Linked DNA regions of Mus musculus: all the other regions are linked to region 2. A link is a contact called in public promoter capture Hi-C data. All regions are on one chromosome and are shown on one strand. The core of a region is the stretch at or near the end of the contact, and the rest is flanking DNA. Distances in the headings are between cores, read along the strand shown. Region 1 holds the start of Rabl2 (RAB, member RAS oncogene family-like 2). Region 2 holds the start of Creld2 (cysteine-rich with EGF-like domains 2). Region 3 holds the start of Shank3 (SH3 and multiple ankyrin repeat domains 3). Region 4 holds the start of Mapk8ip2 (mitogen-activated protein kinase 8 interacting protein 2).

The links. Promoter capture Hi-C pulls out the DNA fragments that hold promoters and counts their contacts.
Region 1: a promoter capture Hi-C map of pre-B cells shows a contact between it and region 2, with 4 times the contacts expected there. The contact joins the promoter of Rabl2 here to the promoter of Creld2 in region 2. A contact is called at or near these places in 3 of 39 promoter capture datasets (the HPC-7 cell line, hematopoietic stem and progenitor cells and pre-B cells) and 1 of 9 other capture datasets (adipose tissue).
Region 3: a contact with region 2 is called in a promoter capture Hi-C map of cranial neural crest. The contact joins the promoter of Shank3 here to the promoter of Creld2 in region 2. A contact is called at or near these places in 2 of 39 promoter capture datasets (the HPC-7 cell line and cranial neural crest), 1 of 484 Hi-C or Micro-C datasets (muscle stem cells), 1 of 115 datasets of contacts at active chromatin or transcription factors (embryonic hindbrain) and 1 of 9 other capture datasets (liver).
Region 4: a contact with region 2 is called in a promoter capture Hi-C map of pre-B cells. The contact joins the promoter of Mapk8ip2 here to the promoter of Creld2 in region 2. A contact is called at or near these places in 8 of 39 promoter capture datasets (the C10 cell line, cranial neural crest, embryonic stem cells and 3 more), 1 of 484 Hi-C or Micro-C datasets (the CH12 cell line), 2 of 115 datasets of contacts at active chromatin or transcription factors (bone marrow-derived macrophages and large pre-B cells) and 1 of 9 other capture datasets (liver).

Annotation. Positions count from the first base shown.
Region 1 is chr15:89,589,880-89,593,796 of GRCm38.p6, forward strand. Rabl2 (RAB, member RAS oncogene family-like 2) reads right to left here and starts at 2,044. Exons shown (of 9, transcript NM_026817.3): 1 at 1,941-2,044; 2 at 394-547. The coding sequence starts at 500.
Region 2 is chr15:88,817,646-88,821,721 of GRCm38.p6, forward strand. Creld2 (cysteine-rich with EGF-like domains 2) reads left to right here and starts at 2,001. Exons shown (of 10, transcript NM_029720.2): 1 at 2,001-2,189; 2 at 2,286-2,368; 3 at 2,884-2,994; 4 at 3,490-3,581. The coding sequence starts at 2,067. Alg12 (asparagine-linked glycosylation 12 (alpha-1,6-mannosyltransferase)) reads right to left here and starts at 1,673. Exons shown (of 10, transcript NM_001142357.1): 1 at 1,613-1,673.
Region 3 is chr15:89,497,448-89,501,627 of GRCm38.p6, forward strand. It overlaps Shank3 (SH3 and multiple ankyrin repeat domains 3), which reads left to right and starts at 2,161. Exons shown (of 22, transcript NM_021423.4): 1 at 2,161-2,472; 2 at 2,768-2,971; 3 at 3,957-4,028. The coding sequence starts at 2,185.
Region 4 is chr15:89,451,747-89,455,743 of GRCm38.p6, forward strand. Mapk8ip2 (mitogen-activated protein kinase 8 interacting protein 2) reads left to right here and starts at 2,165. Exons shown (of 12, transcript NM_021921.3): 1 at 2,165-2,539; 2 at 3,438-3,543. The coding sequence starts at 2,475.

The DNA of each region.
Region 1 (3,917 bases), core at 794-3,293, 770 kb after region 2:
TCTCTCCAAGGAAGCATCTTTCCTGCCTTTATTCTACCTGTCCTGTTCCTTTCCCCATCCCCACTGCCCTGTTCCAGTAACCCCCCAACCTCACAGAGGCAGTAATATCGCAGTTGCCACCCCTCTACTATACCAGTAATTTCCAGGGCAATCCACCCAACAGCTCTTGTGAGGACTCAGAAGGCTCCCTGATTTCTGTCCCTTCGACTCTCTCTCATTTCCTCCTGAACACAGTTACTGACATTTCTGCCCATGCACACCTGGTCTCCCATCATGGTGCCCCCCTCACCAGCTCACAGAAACCACATACACTCTCTCCATCTCTGGAGGACCTTTCTCATCCACCCAGGGCCGCTCTGGGGTCGTTTGCTCTTCCCTGATTTTCTGACGTACTTGGACTTGCCCACCGCACTGTCCCCCAGGCAGATGATCTTCACGTTCTCATGGGTGTCGTACTTCTCCTGCTCCAGCTCACAGTGCCTGTTTCTGTCCCCTGCCATCGGCTCTTGTTGGCAGACGACTGCCAGCCCCGGGGTCTCGTCACCGTCTGGGAAAGCCGACAAGAGTTCGCCGTTAAGAGGTGAGAACTCCCCTCAACTAAATCTAGTTTCTTCTTCTTCCTGAGCAGCTGATGAGAGAGAACCCACATCCTGACAACTTGGCCACCATGCGCTGAGCCTGGGAGCTCTATCTCTGTCTCTGGAGTCTCCTGACATTTCTCATTGCAGAGGTGTCTGGGTCACACCTCTCTCCCTACCTTCTGTACTAGATTTACAAGTTCAGCATATATACATTTTCTATATACATATTTTTACTTGTAAAAACACAAGCAACAAACATCAACAGAGTGCCCAAGTCACATGGAAATCTGATATTTCGCAAAAACAGGCAGACATTAACTGTACAATCTATGATGCCTGACCCATTCATGACCACTTTCCTTCTCTGTCCCATTGCTGCCATCAGCATCACAGTCCCTTCACCTTGGTAATTCCTCAAAACTTTTATTTATTTATTTTTATTTTGCGGGTGTCCTTTTTAAACCTCTAGTGGCTTTCAGCCTTCCTAATGCTGCAACTAGTGGCTCATGTGGTGGTGACTCCCTCAACCATAATATTATTCCAGTTGCTACTTCATAACTGTAGTGATGAAAATATCTGTATTTTTCTGATGGTTTTAGGTGTGCCCTGTAAAGAGTGGATCATTAGACTCCCAAAAGGGTCACACAAGTTGAGAACTACTGCTCTGTAATTTTACCCAATTCCTAAATGTAGATGATACAAACAATACCATGTCAAGACTTTGTCCTGCACTGCCTAAACTCAGATATTTAACTGCTCATCAGTTTTGTAAACAGGAGACTAGGGCATATAGGAACGTTACACGTTAAACATAAACAGTAAACTAGTTCTATGCACACTTCTCATATTTCCACAAGTATAAGACGTGACTACTATCCAGTGTCAACACCAGTGCGTAACATCATCTCTAGCCCGGTCCACTCGTTTCATATTCAAATCCGATTCGACAAACACTGCTTCGAATGTACGAATGTACAATAATCCAGATTCTTCGCCAGCTGGACGCACGGCATTCACACTACAGCCTGACTGGGAGTGGTCCGTTCGAAAGCCAAACCCCGACTATCGACTCACAATGGAAGCCCTCAGTGACTGTCAGTGTCTTCGCGATTTACGAGGGCTTTCTTTCGTGGGACAAACGTTTTTTAGGCGCCCACCAGGCCTAACCCCTCATCTCCTTATAAAGGACCCGCGATCTGCGGTCGGCTCTCGGCTGGGTCTCCGCCTTCCCTCCGCCCCACCTCTCGGGCGGGTTCCCCAGGCACTTTCGGCTTCGCGGAGGCTTAGAGGGACCCGGAACACCGCAGATGCGCTCGCCCACCACAGCCCCTGGGCCGCCAAGGCAGCCAGCCGCCTTACCCGTTTACAGATGACTGCAGTCCCGCAGCAGCTCGGCCGCGTCTCTGCCGCTGCTACGCGACCGCACCAGGACCCCGAGCTGGGCTGTCCGGCAATGGCCCGAAGGACCTCAGCGAGGCGCGGGCTGGCTAGCGCAGTGCCTGTCTGTCTGGCACCTTCCAGGATGCGCATCTGTTCTACTGACCCGGGGATGACAGAGCGGATGCTCTGGCATACTGGTCTGCGGTGGGAGTGGGAACCGCAGGTTGGAGAGGCATATGGCCAGCAACAGGTTGCTGCAGTATGTGATGCCTTGTTTCTCGACACACCCCCCCTTAATTTATTTATTCACTTTCCATACCGGTAGCTGCCTCTCCCACCCGACTCCCCCTCACACAGTCCCTTCCCCCATCTCTTCCTTTTCTCAGAGAGTAGAGCCCCTGCACCCCTTCCCCGACCTTGGGTGTTCTCTCACCTTGGCACACTAAGTCTCTGCAGGGCTAGGTGCATCCTTTCCCACTGAGGCCAGATAAGGCAGCCCACCCAGCTAGAGGAATTCCACAGACGGGCAACAGCTTTAGGGGTAGCCCCCTCCCCACTCCAGTTGCTGGGGGACCCACATGAAGACTGAGCTTCACACCTACTGTGTGTGTGTGTGTGTGTGTGTGTGTGTTGTGTGTCCAACCGTGTATGCCCTTTGGTTGGCGGTTCAGTTTCTGAGAACCCTCAAGGGTCCAGGTTATTTGACTCTGTCAGTCTTCCTGTGGAGTTCATATACCCCCCCCCCCCGGGGGGGGGCCCTCAATCATTCCCCCAGCTCTTCCATAAGAGCCCCTGAGCTCTGACTTTCTTAATCTCTCTCTATATATGGAGGGGCAACTAGGGAAAAGCCCCCCTCCCCCCAGCCCTTGGGCTGGAGTAGTTTAGGGTAGGGGCAGGGGATGCTAGCCCTACCCTCTAACAGGTAGAGACTGGGCATGCTGGGAGAACCCAGGTCTGCATTGATATGTTAAATAGGCGCCTCAGTTAGCCAATTGCTTGAGACCTAATAGCAAAGATCAAAAATTATTTCACAATAAAAACTGTAATGTATCCGTGGTGTCTCTTGGGAGCCTTCGCTTTATGGACTCTTGGGGATTTACCTCAGCTTTACAACATGCTCCTGCTGCAGTGCCATAGAGAGTCTAGAACACTGCCTGAAATATTCTAGGTTCAAAGCTATTGTGCTCAGTGATGGATGAGTTCCAACACTGTGTGTGTGTGTGTGTGTGTGTGTGTGTGTGTGTGTGTGTTGGAGGTGGGAGTTCCTCACCTCAGGCTTCATGGATGTTGTTGTTGTTATTATTATTATTATTGTATATTCTCCTACCAGCATTTCAAACAGTATTTATCTAATTAGTATATCTTTGGATTATATCATGTTAAAATACTTGGTTTTTAGAAATTGGTGTTTTGAGTTGTTGAGTTTTGTTTTTCTTAAAAAAAAAAAAGGACTAAATAAATTTTGGCTTGGGATGAGGACAAAATTTCCAACAAGTTTTGAGATCACTCCAAACACACATCTGCTGCTTTGTGCGGTAGCAGCATTCTCAGCACTAATAATATCTAAACTATGAAATCAGCTATGAAAGGGGCTAAAGAGATGGCTCAGCGGTTAAGAGCACTGACTACTCTTCCAGAGGTCCTGATTTCAATTCTCAGCAACTACACAGTGGCTCACAACCATCTGTAATGGAATCTGATGCCCTCTTCTGGTGTGTCTGAAGACAGTGTACTCATATACATAAAATAAATAAATAAATCTTAAAAAAAAGAAATCAGCTATGAAAAATGTAGTATCAAATGTTTAGCCAAGATTTAATATTTTATTAAATAAAGCAATCCAGATATTGCTTTTGTCTTAAATAAATGGTAAAATTATATGCATATCAATGAATTATTGTAAAATAAAATAAAATTCCATATAGTTTATCATGGGTAAATGTTTGAGTTGTTTAC
Region 2 (4,076 bases), core at 751-3,250:
GTAAATATATGTGTGTATCCCAGCACCTAGGGGGTAAGAGGCAAGAGGACTAGAAGTTCAAGGCCATCCTTGGTATTGAAAAGGATGGGGAAGAGGCCAAGCCATCGAGGGAGGCAGCAGTGCGAGATGCGTTGCTTCAGGGACTCCAACTTCGCTGCTTCAACTATCTGCTCTGCAGACCTTTGAAGGAAACCCAAGCTTTAGGGTGGGCTATTACCCACAGAACTCACCCGATCCTCCTCCTTCCTCACAGCCACAAAGGGGTGTGTGTTCTGCTGAGGACCAACAGCAGCTATTTTCTTTCTTTTTTGTTTTTTTGTTTCTTTCGAGACAAGGTTTCTCTGTGTAGCCCTGGCTGTCCTGGAACTCACTCTGTAGACCAGGCTGGCCTTGAACTCAGAAATCCGCCTGCCTCTGTCTCCCAAGTGCTGGGATCAAAGGTGTGCATCACCACCGCCCGGCTAGCTATTTTCAAAGACAACAGGAGACCAGGGTGAGCTGGACCGCTCAACCAGGAGCAGAAACAATACAAGGGAGTTATTCACCAGTACATAAAAACAACTTATCAGCCGGGCGTGGTGGCGCACGCCTTTAATCCCAGCACTTGGGAGGCAGAGACAGGCGGATTTCTGAGTTCGAGGCCAGCCTGGTCTACAGAGTGAGTTCCAGGACAGCCAGAGCTATACAGAGAAACCCTGTCTCAAAAAACCAAAAAAAAAAACAAAACAAAACACCTATCACAGGAATGGGGGCAGCTGCAGGGAAGAAGAGATGCTAATGGCTAAGCTCCAGGAGCCAAGCTCCAAAAAGCTATACTGCTCTTCTGAAGGTCCTGAGTTCAAATCCCAGCAACCACATGGTGGCTCACAACCACCTGTAATGAGATCTGATGCACAGAGCAAGCAGAGGTCGTAAATTCAACTCCCAACAACCAGATGAAGGCTCACAACCCTATGTACAGCTACCGTGTGTACTCATATACATAAAATAAACAAATCTTTAAAAAATTAAAAGCTATACTCTTCGCAAATGTGGCGTGGAGGAGGAGGGCATCTCAGATTAGGGGGTACCCTTCAAAGATCCTGTCGTCCCTGTCCATTGTGATTCCAAAGCTTCCAAGGGAACTGTGGGAATCATTCGTTCAAATTGTGGCTTTAACCTGGAAGTGTTAGCTGGTGTAGATGAACTTACTTGTAAACCAAAGACCAGACTAAACTGTTACTATTTATACAATCAGATGTTCTTTAAAATACACATAGTCCACATCTCCTCCTCCTCCTCCCTCAGGTCACTTAAAGTTCGGAAGGTCATTGTGAACTCACTGCCTGAGGCCCCTGAGGAAATGTCGACCACTGGGGCCCCCTCAACCACACTGAGCAGGACCCAGATGTAGAGCTCTGTTTACGGATGACAGCTCCGGGCGCCAGGTGAGGAGGATGGATGAACGGTCCAGGCCTCGGGCGAGATGTCCCGCCCCCAGGGACACGCTCAGCCTCTAAGTGACAGGTCCATCCCCGGGTTGAGGAACTCAAAGGCCGTCACGCGCGCTCGGGAGAACCCCAGCTTCGCCACCTCCCGCCCGAGTACACCAATCCCGGCGACGCGCGCTAACCTCTCCTCTCCGCAGGACCCCGCGGAACTGAGCAGACTGACCAAGGCAGGAAGCCGGCTGCGGAAACCGGGCCCGGAAGCCAAGTCTTTGCCCGAACTTGACATGGCCACCATTGCCCAGGCTGGCGACCGCAGCTGGCGCTTCCCGCCCGGAGAAAAGATGGCCACTCGTGGAGGGCGGGGCATGGGGACCCGATAGAAGATTACGGTTCTGCCTCATTCTCGCGGGACGCTGACCCGGGGCCTTCTCATTGGTGGCTTCTCGTGGCGAGCCTCAATTGGTCCACATCAGGCAAGGGGGATTCCTCCGGCCAATAGAAGCGCGCGGGGTGAAAGGTGGGCGGGGCCTCGGCGACGCAGTCAAGTAGCCCGGGGAACGGCCGGCGCGCGGGCCGGTGGGCGGAGGCTCAGACTCCGCCGCAGTTCTCGGTGGGTCGCCGGGCAGCCCTCCCGCCATGCACCTGCTGCTTGCAGCCGCGTTCGGGCTGCTGCTGCTGCTGCCGCCGCCCGGGGCCGTAGCCTCCCGGAAGCCGACGATGTGCCAGAGATGCCGGACGCTGGTGGACAAGTTCAACCAGGTGGGCGGGCGGCGGGGTCCGGGGCAGCGGCGCTGGGGCAGGGGCTGGCGGCGGGGTTCACGGTAGCCCATCGAGCTGGTGCCACCTCCACTACAGGGGATGGCCAACACGGCCAGGAAGAATTTCGGTGGCGGCAACACGGCGTGGGAAGAGAAGACGCTGTCTAAGTACGAATTCAGGTGAGTGTTCCCAAGAAGTGCGAGGATGTGCGGTCGCGGTCTGTGAATCGGTGGTCAGACCTTGGGGTCGGTGCAGACCACCGGCACACGGAGGAACCCCTTCGATGGTGGTGGACACCTGTCAATGGTCGTCCCTGCCTCTGGCCACTCAACTGGTCTGTGGTTTCCACACTCCCTACGGCCACTTCTGTGCGCACAGACACTGGAAGGCTTTTACACACACGCACACGGGCCTTTTGGAAACTCAGACTGGAGCCCCTCGCCCTCCTAGAGACTTCTGGCTTCCCTGACTAATGGAATAAGCTCCCTTTCTCATGCTGTAGGGATGGAGGGGCCTACCATTCCTGGGTCCGCTGCACACCCCCCGGTTAGCCTCCCCTTACTGACTAACCTTGCCTGTGGTTGTAGAGACTCTCCTCTTCGCTAAAGTAGTCTCTAGGAGGGACATGTGTAAAGTGAGCAGACTGGTGCTTTGGGGTGCTGGTGCTTTGGGGTGCTGACAGATTGTGTTTCAGTGAGATCCGGCTTCTGGAGATCATGGAGGGTCTGTGTGACAGCAGTGACTTTGAGTGCAACCAACTCTTGGAGCAGCAGGAGGAGCAGCTAGAGGCTTGGTGGCAGACACTGTGAGTGCCTGGGACCCTGTCTTCTGATCTCGCATTTTGCAGTATCTTCCCAGTAGAGAACCTAGAGAAGCAGGAAATATCCTACATCCCCATCCCGATTTACCCCTGCGCTGCCACCATCTCTTAGAAGCTTCCAAGGAGGTCCTGTGCACACCTGACCCTTGCTTCCCCCATCACATAGCCTTGAGGGCGTGGACAGTGCCTCCTAGCCCGAATCACCTGAGGTCCTTAGTTGCTTCAGCCTGAAGTTAAGAAGTGAAAATTGGAGTGGTTAAGCCTCACTTCAGCGCATCGTTACTGTCTGGCTATCACTGTTAGTTACTGATCTCTTACTACACCTAACTTATAAAGTCAACTCCCCCGCTGATATGTTTGAAAACGCCTGTGCTATATTTAGGGTTTGAAACTGTCCAAGGCTTGGAGCATCCCCACTGAGCCGTGCGTGCCTCCGGGCCAGCGTCTCGTGGGATTTAATGACCATTTCAAAACCCTCAGGAAGAAGGAGCACCCCAACCTATTTGAGTGGTTCTGTGTACACACACTGAAAGCGTGCTGTCTTCCAGGCACCTACGGGCCAGACTGTCAAGGTACACCCCCCCCCCCCCCCCCGCCCCTCCGGGACATCCGAGCCTGCATCTTTCCCATGACTCCTCTCTGATGCCCTTCTTGTGTTTAAAAGCACAGAGGGAATTTGAACTGCATGCTCTTTCTGTGGAGTTGGGGAACCCTGCCTCTTTCCTCAGATACATAGCTGTCCACCCCTGCTCTGGTGCTGTGAACCTGGGCCATAGGCTCCCGCATCACTGCTGACTTCTGACTTTAGGGAGTTCTCCTCTTGCCCTCATGAGTGTTCAGGGGGAGGGATCACAGTCTCTCGAGCTCCTCTGTACTGATGGGAGTTGGGGGTGGTAAGCATTCTTACCTAGTCCTGGCCCCTTCTCTGAGGTGACCCTTGAGACTGGAGCCAAGTCATGTTGATCAGTCGGGCTGGATCCGGTGACAGAAGTTTCAGTTTCAGGCATGCACGTGGGCTGAGCTGGCTCTTGTTCCCTTCTCCCTGACTGTATGCTGAATACAACATT
Region 3 (4,180 bases), core at 911-3,410, 680 kb after region 2:
CAGCAAGGGAGGTCAGGGGAGGCTTAAGGGCTCCCACGAGGTCCAGTTTGGGATAGTAAGCCTGAAAGGGTAAGACCCAGGGCTCTGGGTCCATTCAGGTCAAGGACATGTCTACAGAGTGCCCAAGGCTGGCCAGCTGCCTGATTGAGGACATGGGATTCCTCCACTCCTGTCTTATCACTGGTGATCTCTAGCCATCATTTTCCACCAGCAGGCAGCTAGTTTAGGGGAAAGGGGAGCTGGAAATAAAAGATGGGTGGAGATTTTGATGGGAGGGACTGGGTTTAGCCAGAGGGAGTTGGGGCAGGGGTCAAGGCGGAGAGGAAAGAGGCAAGGGAGGAAGATGTTAGAGACTCCAGGGTCAGGAAGCAGAGTTTCCTCTCTGGGTTGGAACACAGGAAACCCAGCCCCGAGCTTCCCAAGGTGCTTCCTGGAGATAAGGGAGACTCTTTCCTCTCCTGCTCCTCTGACATCCTGCCCTAAGCCCTAGGGTACCCTAAGTTGCACCACTCAGGCACACCTTGGGAGGGGCTTGGAGGTCAGAGCCTACTGGGGCTTCACTTCCCCAAGCACGGAGGGGTCCACCCAGGCTTGAGGGTAGCAGGGAACAGACGTACAGAGGCACTGGAGACTCAGCTCTGCCGGGTAAGCGGGTTTTTTAAGGGAGGTTCTTTAGGGAGAAGGCTCTCCCTCAAGGGGTAGGGATGTGGGAGTGAGCCAGGTGGTCCATGGAGGACAATGCTGTGTGGTTGCGATTGGTCAGAGAGCCCTATATGGAGTCATGAAACATTTTGGGAAAGTGGAGGATCCGTGGGGGAGTGCAGGCTGTTCTGGGGGGGGGCAGTCTAAGCCAATCACTGTTCTGTGTGGGGTGAGGGCATTTCTGAGGTGACCCAGGTGGTCAGGGGGTGGGATCTGGGGAGGCTCTATCGTGTATAGGACCAGGGTAGTCCAGGGTTATTCCTGGGATGCGCAGGAATAGCCAGTTTTGTGGGCGATCCAGGGTTGCTCACGGAGAAGGTAGGAGAGGCTGTGGCTAAGGGGATGCTTTCTGCCACTGGCAGAGTTCCCGGCCAGGCTGCTCCACAAAAGCTGTCCAGTTTGTGCCGCCACCGATGAGTGGCTCTCTGGGGCCTTTAGGGGGTGAGGTGTAAGTCTAGGTATGCGGGAGAGTGCAGTGGAAGGCAGTAGACACTACCGAGTAGGGCAATTCATCCATTCAGGGGCTACACCTTTCTGGGCCTTGGGAGCTAGGCCCCCGTGCGTTGGGCACTTCCGAGGCAGCGCCGGGCTAAGGCTGGCACGCCACGCGGGCGGCGCCTGAGTTGGTTCACTCGCAGCGCTCCCCTCCCCGCCCACTCGTCACCCCCTCCCGCGTTGCCACGACAACGTGTGAAACTAAAATTCAGTTCCCCGCCGCAGGTGGAGACTAGTGGCGCCCCCTCCCCTAAGCCTTTCCTCGTAGGTCGCGCCCCCAGCCTGCTGTCGCTAAGGTGACGGGGAGGGGGCGACCAGCTGCAAGGTTGGGCTACCCAAGGTGCGGGAGGCCCGCAGAGTCCGGACAGACTCCCCAAACTCGGTTGTGGTGGGGGCCGAGAGGAACACCCTGGGCGCGGTTAGAAGGGTTGGTCTGGGGGGAGCTCCCGTGGACTGCAGCTCCGCCCTGCTCGCGCCTGGGGTTTGCAGCCCTCCGACTCCCACCCAGCACCGTGCTCGGGTGACCCCACCACCTCCTTGGGGTCTGGAGTGGGGTCGGCAGACTGGGGAGATTTCCACCCCGGGTCACCAATTTTCCTGCTTGTCTCTCCCTCTCAGTCGGCCTGTGGGTCCTCTTGCCCCGACGCGTTCCCCACCCAGCTCTAGAACCCTCCGTCACCCCAGTACGGTGGTCTGCGACGCTCGCCTGCAGCGGAAGCGCGGCGTGCCATCCCCCCGCTGTGTCAGCCACTCCCCCTCGACAGCCAACCCCCCCCCTCTTCGGCGCGGGCCCCCGGCCCCCGCCCTCTGCACCACACGCCCACGCCGCCCCGACCCCGCGGGGGACCCCAGTTTCCCGGCCCCGGGCTTCCCATCCCCGCCTCCGGCGCGGCCCCCTCCCCGCCTCCGCTCCGCTCCGGGCTCGGGCCCCCTCCCCCCGCCGCCCCCGCCCCCGGGGAAGGCAGGCGCCGCTCGAAGCCGGGGCCGATGCAGCTAAACCGTGCCGCCGTCGCCGCCGCCGCTGCGCCTGCGGAGCCCCCGGAGCCGCTGTCCCCCGCGCTGGCCCCGGCCCCGGCCCCCCCCGGCCCCCTCCCGCGTAGCGCGGTCGGCGGGGCTCTTGCGGGGGGTCAGGGGGGGCCAGGGCGCCGCGCGGAGTCCCCGTGCGCTCCTCTCTCCGCCGGGAACAGTCCGGGCCCGGGCGCTAGCACCGGGATGGACGGCCCCGGGGCCAGCGCCGTGGTCGTGCGCGTCGGCATCCCGGACCTGCAACAAACGGTGAGCCTTTGCGATCTCGCCGTACCCCTGTGTGGCCCGCTAGCGGTGACCCCCGCCGGGCGCGCCCTGCGCCAGGACCCCCGGCCGTGGCCACTCGCCCCTCCCCCGCCGCCTCCGCGGGACCCTCCCCATCGCCGGGGCGGGGCCCTGGAAGCCCAGCCCCGGGGCGGGGCCTCGGCCTCTGCGCGGTGGCGCGGGGTCCCTGCTCTCGCTCCCCAACTAGCCCTCCAAAGCGGGGCCCGGGGCGCGGGGCCCTGCGCCCGCAGGTCCGGGCTCACGACTCGCTCCGCTGCAGAAGTGCCTGCGTCTGGACCCAACCGCGCCCGTGTGGGCCGCCAAGCAGCGTGTGCTCTGCGCCCTCAATCATAGCCTTCAAGACGCGCTCAACTACGGGCTATTCCAGCCTCCCTCCCGGGGTCGCGCCGGCAAGTTCCTGGATGAAGAGCGGCTCTTACAGGACTACCCGCCTAACCTGGACACGCCCCTGCCCTATCTGGAGGTGCTGGGCCGACTGGGGTGGGGGTGGAATGGAGCGCTCAGGGTGTGATCTTTGAGCTCCGTGGCTGGAGCAGTAGAAGGGCAGGCCGGGAGGAGTTGGCGACAGGCGCGGTGGGGGGCTGTGTGCAGCCTGAGCAGTGTGCTGAGAGACCGAGGTGGGTACACCTCGAGTGCAGTGGGCAGGGTGAAGTGCAAGCTGCCTGTGTGGTAAGTGGTGTGTTGCAGCTTAAGCATGGAGAAACAGTGTGAGCGCCGTGTGTAGAGCGCTTGCAGCGAGCAATCTGGACAGCACACAATGAGCACATGCATGCCACACATGCACTGCACTCGGGGCGTGTGTGTGGTGCGAGCGGTTTAAGAGTGAGTGCGTTAGGGGTCATGTGGTGCGAACAGTGTCACTTGTGTGCACATTTGCCTCCTCTTGCCACTCACTCCCATGTCTTCTGAGGTTAGCCCAAAATAATATTAACACCATTTGTGACATATAAAGGTGATTTGAGTGCCATTCCATAGGGACGGAGACCTAGTCTCAATAGGAAGGGCTCGTCCTGTGTGTGTGTGTGTGTGTGTGTGTGTGTATACACCAAGGTCAAAGTTGGTCTGACCCTCATGGAATTTCCACCAGGAATTGGGTTATTTCTACTTGGAGTGGAAGTGTCTAGGAGAAGCTTAGTTTCAGATCTTGGGAGAGCAGTAGAGTTTTCCAGGTCCCAGTGGTGGAAATGAAGCTGACTTGAGCTGTGGGCCCACCAGGCCATTAGTTGGCCAAGTACTTCTCTGGACTGCCCATCGTTTCTGGGTAGTAGGTGGTCAGTAGCTGTCACTTCATTTCTGTCCACTCTGTACGTGTGTGTCTGGGACTTGCATGGCTGTGCGGGAGTGACACTGTGGGCAGGAGGGAGGCAAGCAGCCCGAGGTGGTAGCCACCTCTTGCTCACATGGGCCTGTGTGGTAGTCTTCTCCCCACCTTTTCTTTATCTGAGCAGTTCCGATACAAGCGGAGAGTTTATGCCCAGAACCTCATAGATGACAAGCAGTTTGCAAAGCTACACACAAAGGTAAGGAGGCAGTCCCTGGAGGGGACTCCCCATGGCCACTGACTGTCCCCATGCTGGCTTGACCCAGCCTGCTTTTCCCCCCAAGTTGATTTCAGGGCCTGAGCTGGAGCTGGGCATGCTGGGTGGGCACAGGCTCCATGCCCATGGCTGGT
Region 4 (3,997 bases), core at 915-3,414, 630 kb after region 2:
GATTACAGGCAATGCACCACCGTAGTTGGTTCTGAGACAGTATTTAAAGTGTGTATATATATAACGGGAAAGTGTGTATATATATGTTTTTTTGAGACAGGGTTTCTCTGTATAGCCCTGGCTGTCCTGGAACTCATTTTGTAGACCAGGCTAGCCTCGAACTCAGAAATCCGCCTGCCTCTGCCTCCCGGGTGCTGGGATTAAAGGCATGCGCCAACACGCACAGCGGGAAAGTATATTCTTAAGAGGTAATGTTTGTCAGATTCTTTTCACTAATGAAATAGAGATTCATGTAATTAAGACCAGTGAGCCTCAGGCAGAGAAGACATGTTAAATAAATCTACACGAAGATACACTGGATTGAAGCCTCAGAACACCAGCAATGGAGATGTTCTGCGTGCAGCTGAAGAAGACAGGGACTTGTCAGTGTTGCAGTAGCAATGGATGTTGAGGCAAGAGGGAACGTTAACATTAAAACAGTGAAGTTGGGAAACATTGAGCATGATAGATAAGAGGGCTCCAAGCCAATGCCAGCCGGTCAGGAGGCTCTCTCAAAGTCTGCTCCGGTAAGAAAGGTATGCGAGTCACTGCTACCCTCTCATACATCATTTCTCTCTCTCTCTCTCTCTCTGTGTGTGTGTGTGTGTGTGTGTGTGTGTGTGTTCACTCTGCAGCCCTGGCTGGCCTTGAACTCACTATGTAGTCTAAGCTTACAGAGAACCACTTGCTTCTGCTTTCTGCATGCCAGGATTAAAGACAGGAGCCACTATGCCCGACTGTGCATTTAGAAGGATAGATGTTAAGTGATTGTTAATAAATCACTGTGCCCGGGGTTTATGTGTGTCACAGGACCTTTATTCAGATGGAGAAACTGAGTTCTGGTGCATTGAATAATTGCCTCATGTTCGGAACGTTGGTGGCTAAATGAAGATGGGTAACCACTCTTAGATCTTAAGTCTGGAGAATCTGTGCTCTTGGAGCCAACGAGAAACCCCACAGGAGAAGTGGGAGGTAACCCCTCCCGGGGTTGTCTATGCTTTTGGAATCTGGGTGTGATCATTTGATAAGAGAGAGGCTTGTGTGGGGTTATAGTCTGAGATGAGTTCAGGGTTGTACAATTCCAGTGAATTCCGAGAAAGCCTGGAGAAGTCACACTCGTTGGCAATTCAGAAATTAAGAAACTGGTTGAGCAGGGTGTCTCACCTGACTATCTGAGTCCCTTCTGCTCTGTGATTTCCAGCCGTAACACTCTAGTGTCTCTTTCTTCCTTCAAAACTTAATTCCAGTGTGAGGCTCCCTACCCCTTCTTCTCTAGCTTGTCCATCACTACTTTGATCTTCTGCCTCACTTCACAATTGGCTCCATTTCTGCCCTGCCTCTCTACACAGAACTTCTTAGTAAGCCTATGCCTCAACTTGGAGGTTTTCCATACTCAAAACAGAGCCAAGAGCATAGGTGGCCCCAAGAAACAGCTGCTCAGTTGATGAACATAGCCTCAACTTCTAGTGTCCACCACTATCTCTGCCCAGGATCTTCAAGTCTGTACCACACAGAGAAAGTTCAATGTTGGCTTCTGAATGCTGGACTCTGATTCCAGACCTCTTCACATCCTTTGAGACAGAGTCACTGTCCCGGTTCCATTAGCACTGTCAGGATAATAGCTGGAGTCAGCAAATCTTAAGGAGAAGTTTCTTTTGACCTCATCAGCACCCAGTGGAGAACAGCTCCGACGAGCTCTGATCAGCACCCTCGGGTGGACAGCTCCCTCTGCCACCCGTTAGGAAGTCTAGCGGGTTAGTAGGTCTAGCGCGGGTTAGGAGGTCTGGGTGGGTTAGGAGGTCTGGTGGATTAGGAGGTCTGGTGGGTTAGGAGGTCTGGTGGGTTCCTGACCAACTCTGCTTTTCGAATTTGCCGGGGCATGAACGCTGTTCCTAAGTCCTCGCCCATCACCCCTCCACGAGCAGTCCACCTCCCAGGAGCACTGCACACCGCTGTAACCAGAGGCGCGCATTCCCGGGCCGCGTTGGTCCTGGCTCCTGGGTCTACCGCACCCATTTCCCCCGCACCTCTCTCGGCTCCTGCAGAAACCTTTGGTCTACCAGCGTGTCTCTGCTTCCACCTATCCCTTCTCGCCTATTCCACGCTAGGACCACGCAAGCCGCCCGCCAGCTCTCCCGACCAGAATCTCACCACCACCGCTACCACCACCACCTCGCATCCCGCATCCTTTCTCGGCTCGACCCCCATTCCTCCGCCCCCACCTCAGGCCCCGCCCTGCGCCACTCCCTCCCCTCACCCCTGCGGCGCGGCTTGCTGCCGCGGTGTCCTGGCAGGGCGCTGAGGTGTGTCGCCGACGGGTGTCGCAGGGCGTGTCACGAGGTGAGTGGGGAGACAGAGGCCGCGAGCCTGAGCACCAAGGGCGCGCGGTGCTCCTCACCCCTCCCCCTCGCTGCCGGCCGGCGGTTCCAGGGAAGATGGCGGATCGCGCGGAGATGTTTTCTCTCTCCACCTTTCACTCGCTGTCGCCTCCCGGCTGCAGGTACGCATTCGGCGGGTCTCATCTTCACGTAGGTCTCTTCGGCCTGCCACTCCACCCCATCGACTTCAACTACCCAGGCCAGGGCGCCTCCTTGGTTTGCAGGCCTCTGACTGATGCTCCCATCCCCCACCCTGGGCTCCGGGTCCTTCGGTGTTTGCTCCTTGTCGCGCAGACCCAATGGCAACCCCCCCCCTTTCCCACCCCCACACAGAGATACACATTCACTTTTCTTGTTGGGATACCGAACCGCACCCAGCCAGGACCGATGACCTAGCAAGGGTGCGGTCTCTCGATTGACCCTTTGAGGGATTTTAGGCAGGGTGTTCAGCACCTAGTCTGTTCCTGCCAGTGTCCTTTTGGCCTTGTTATGCCTCCTTCCATAAAGGCTAGGGCCTTGCCCCTAGCCCTCTTCCCTCCCAACCCCCCCTCCCCCCAGGACGGCAGAGAGTGAAATCAAGCTTGAAGCTCTGGGGGTGAGATGGGGAAGTTGGGATTGGAGGGGCTGGATGTTTGGATGTAGGCCTGTTTCTGTGTAGGAGTGGATGGGGAACAGCTGGACCCCTCCCTCTCCTGTTGTCGCAGCTCCCCCCCCTCCCCCCCCCCCCCCCCGTTGGTTCAAGGTATCTCCCCTGAGGCTGAAGCTGTGACCCACAGGGGCTGGGAGCTGAGCTGAAAAGGAGTGGGAGGGGTTTGTGGAGGGATGCCTCCTCTGGGCTCATTCCCTGTGGTGGAGGAGGGGACCCAGGGGAGAGCAGTGCCTGGGGTCAAAAAACGACACGGCTTTAGCATGGGAGCTGGGGGCCCTGGGAGCTGGACCTTTCCCACCAATGTCCTCAGGATCAGCTCTCAGGCCAGGAGCCTAGGTCAGGTGGCCTTCTGACCCTGGCCTCCTCTTCAGGCCTCCCCAGGACATAAGCCTGGAAGAATTTGATGATGAAGACCTGTCTGAGATCACGGACGACTGTGGCCTGGGCCTTAGCTACGACTCGGACCACTGTGAGAAGGTGGGGAAAGGGGCTGGGTGTGTAGGGTCTGAGTATGGAGGAGGTTCACACAGGCTCAGCCTCCCTAGCATGCTTGTGGGTTTAGGGAGTCTTGAGTTCAGCTGCTGTGCAAAAAATCCTCTGCTCTTGCTGATGGCCCCTTGGTGCCAGTCTTCTTTCCTAACACGCCGTAGGCCCTTCAGAGGCTCTTATTTGGCAGATCTACCCAGCATAGTGCCACAAGAGGAGGTGTGCCTGGGTGCTCCTTCTTTAGATCACTCCCCACAAAGCTCTAAACCCTCCATTTTCTCCCAAAACTCAACCTCTGTGGCCTCTCTAGCTCATCTCCCTTTAAAATCTTTCCCTTTCAGCCCTTCTGTCTATATGTTTCCATTTCTGCTTGTTTTGAGGAAATGCCATGTGTCAAGTGGGGGGGGGGGTGCTTTACAGGCATTGAGCAGAGCCAGATAGCAGC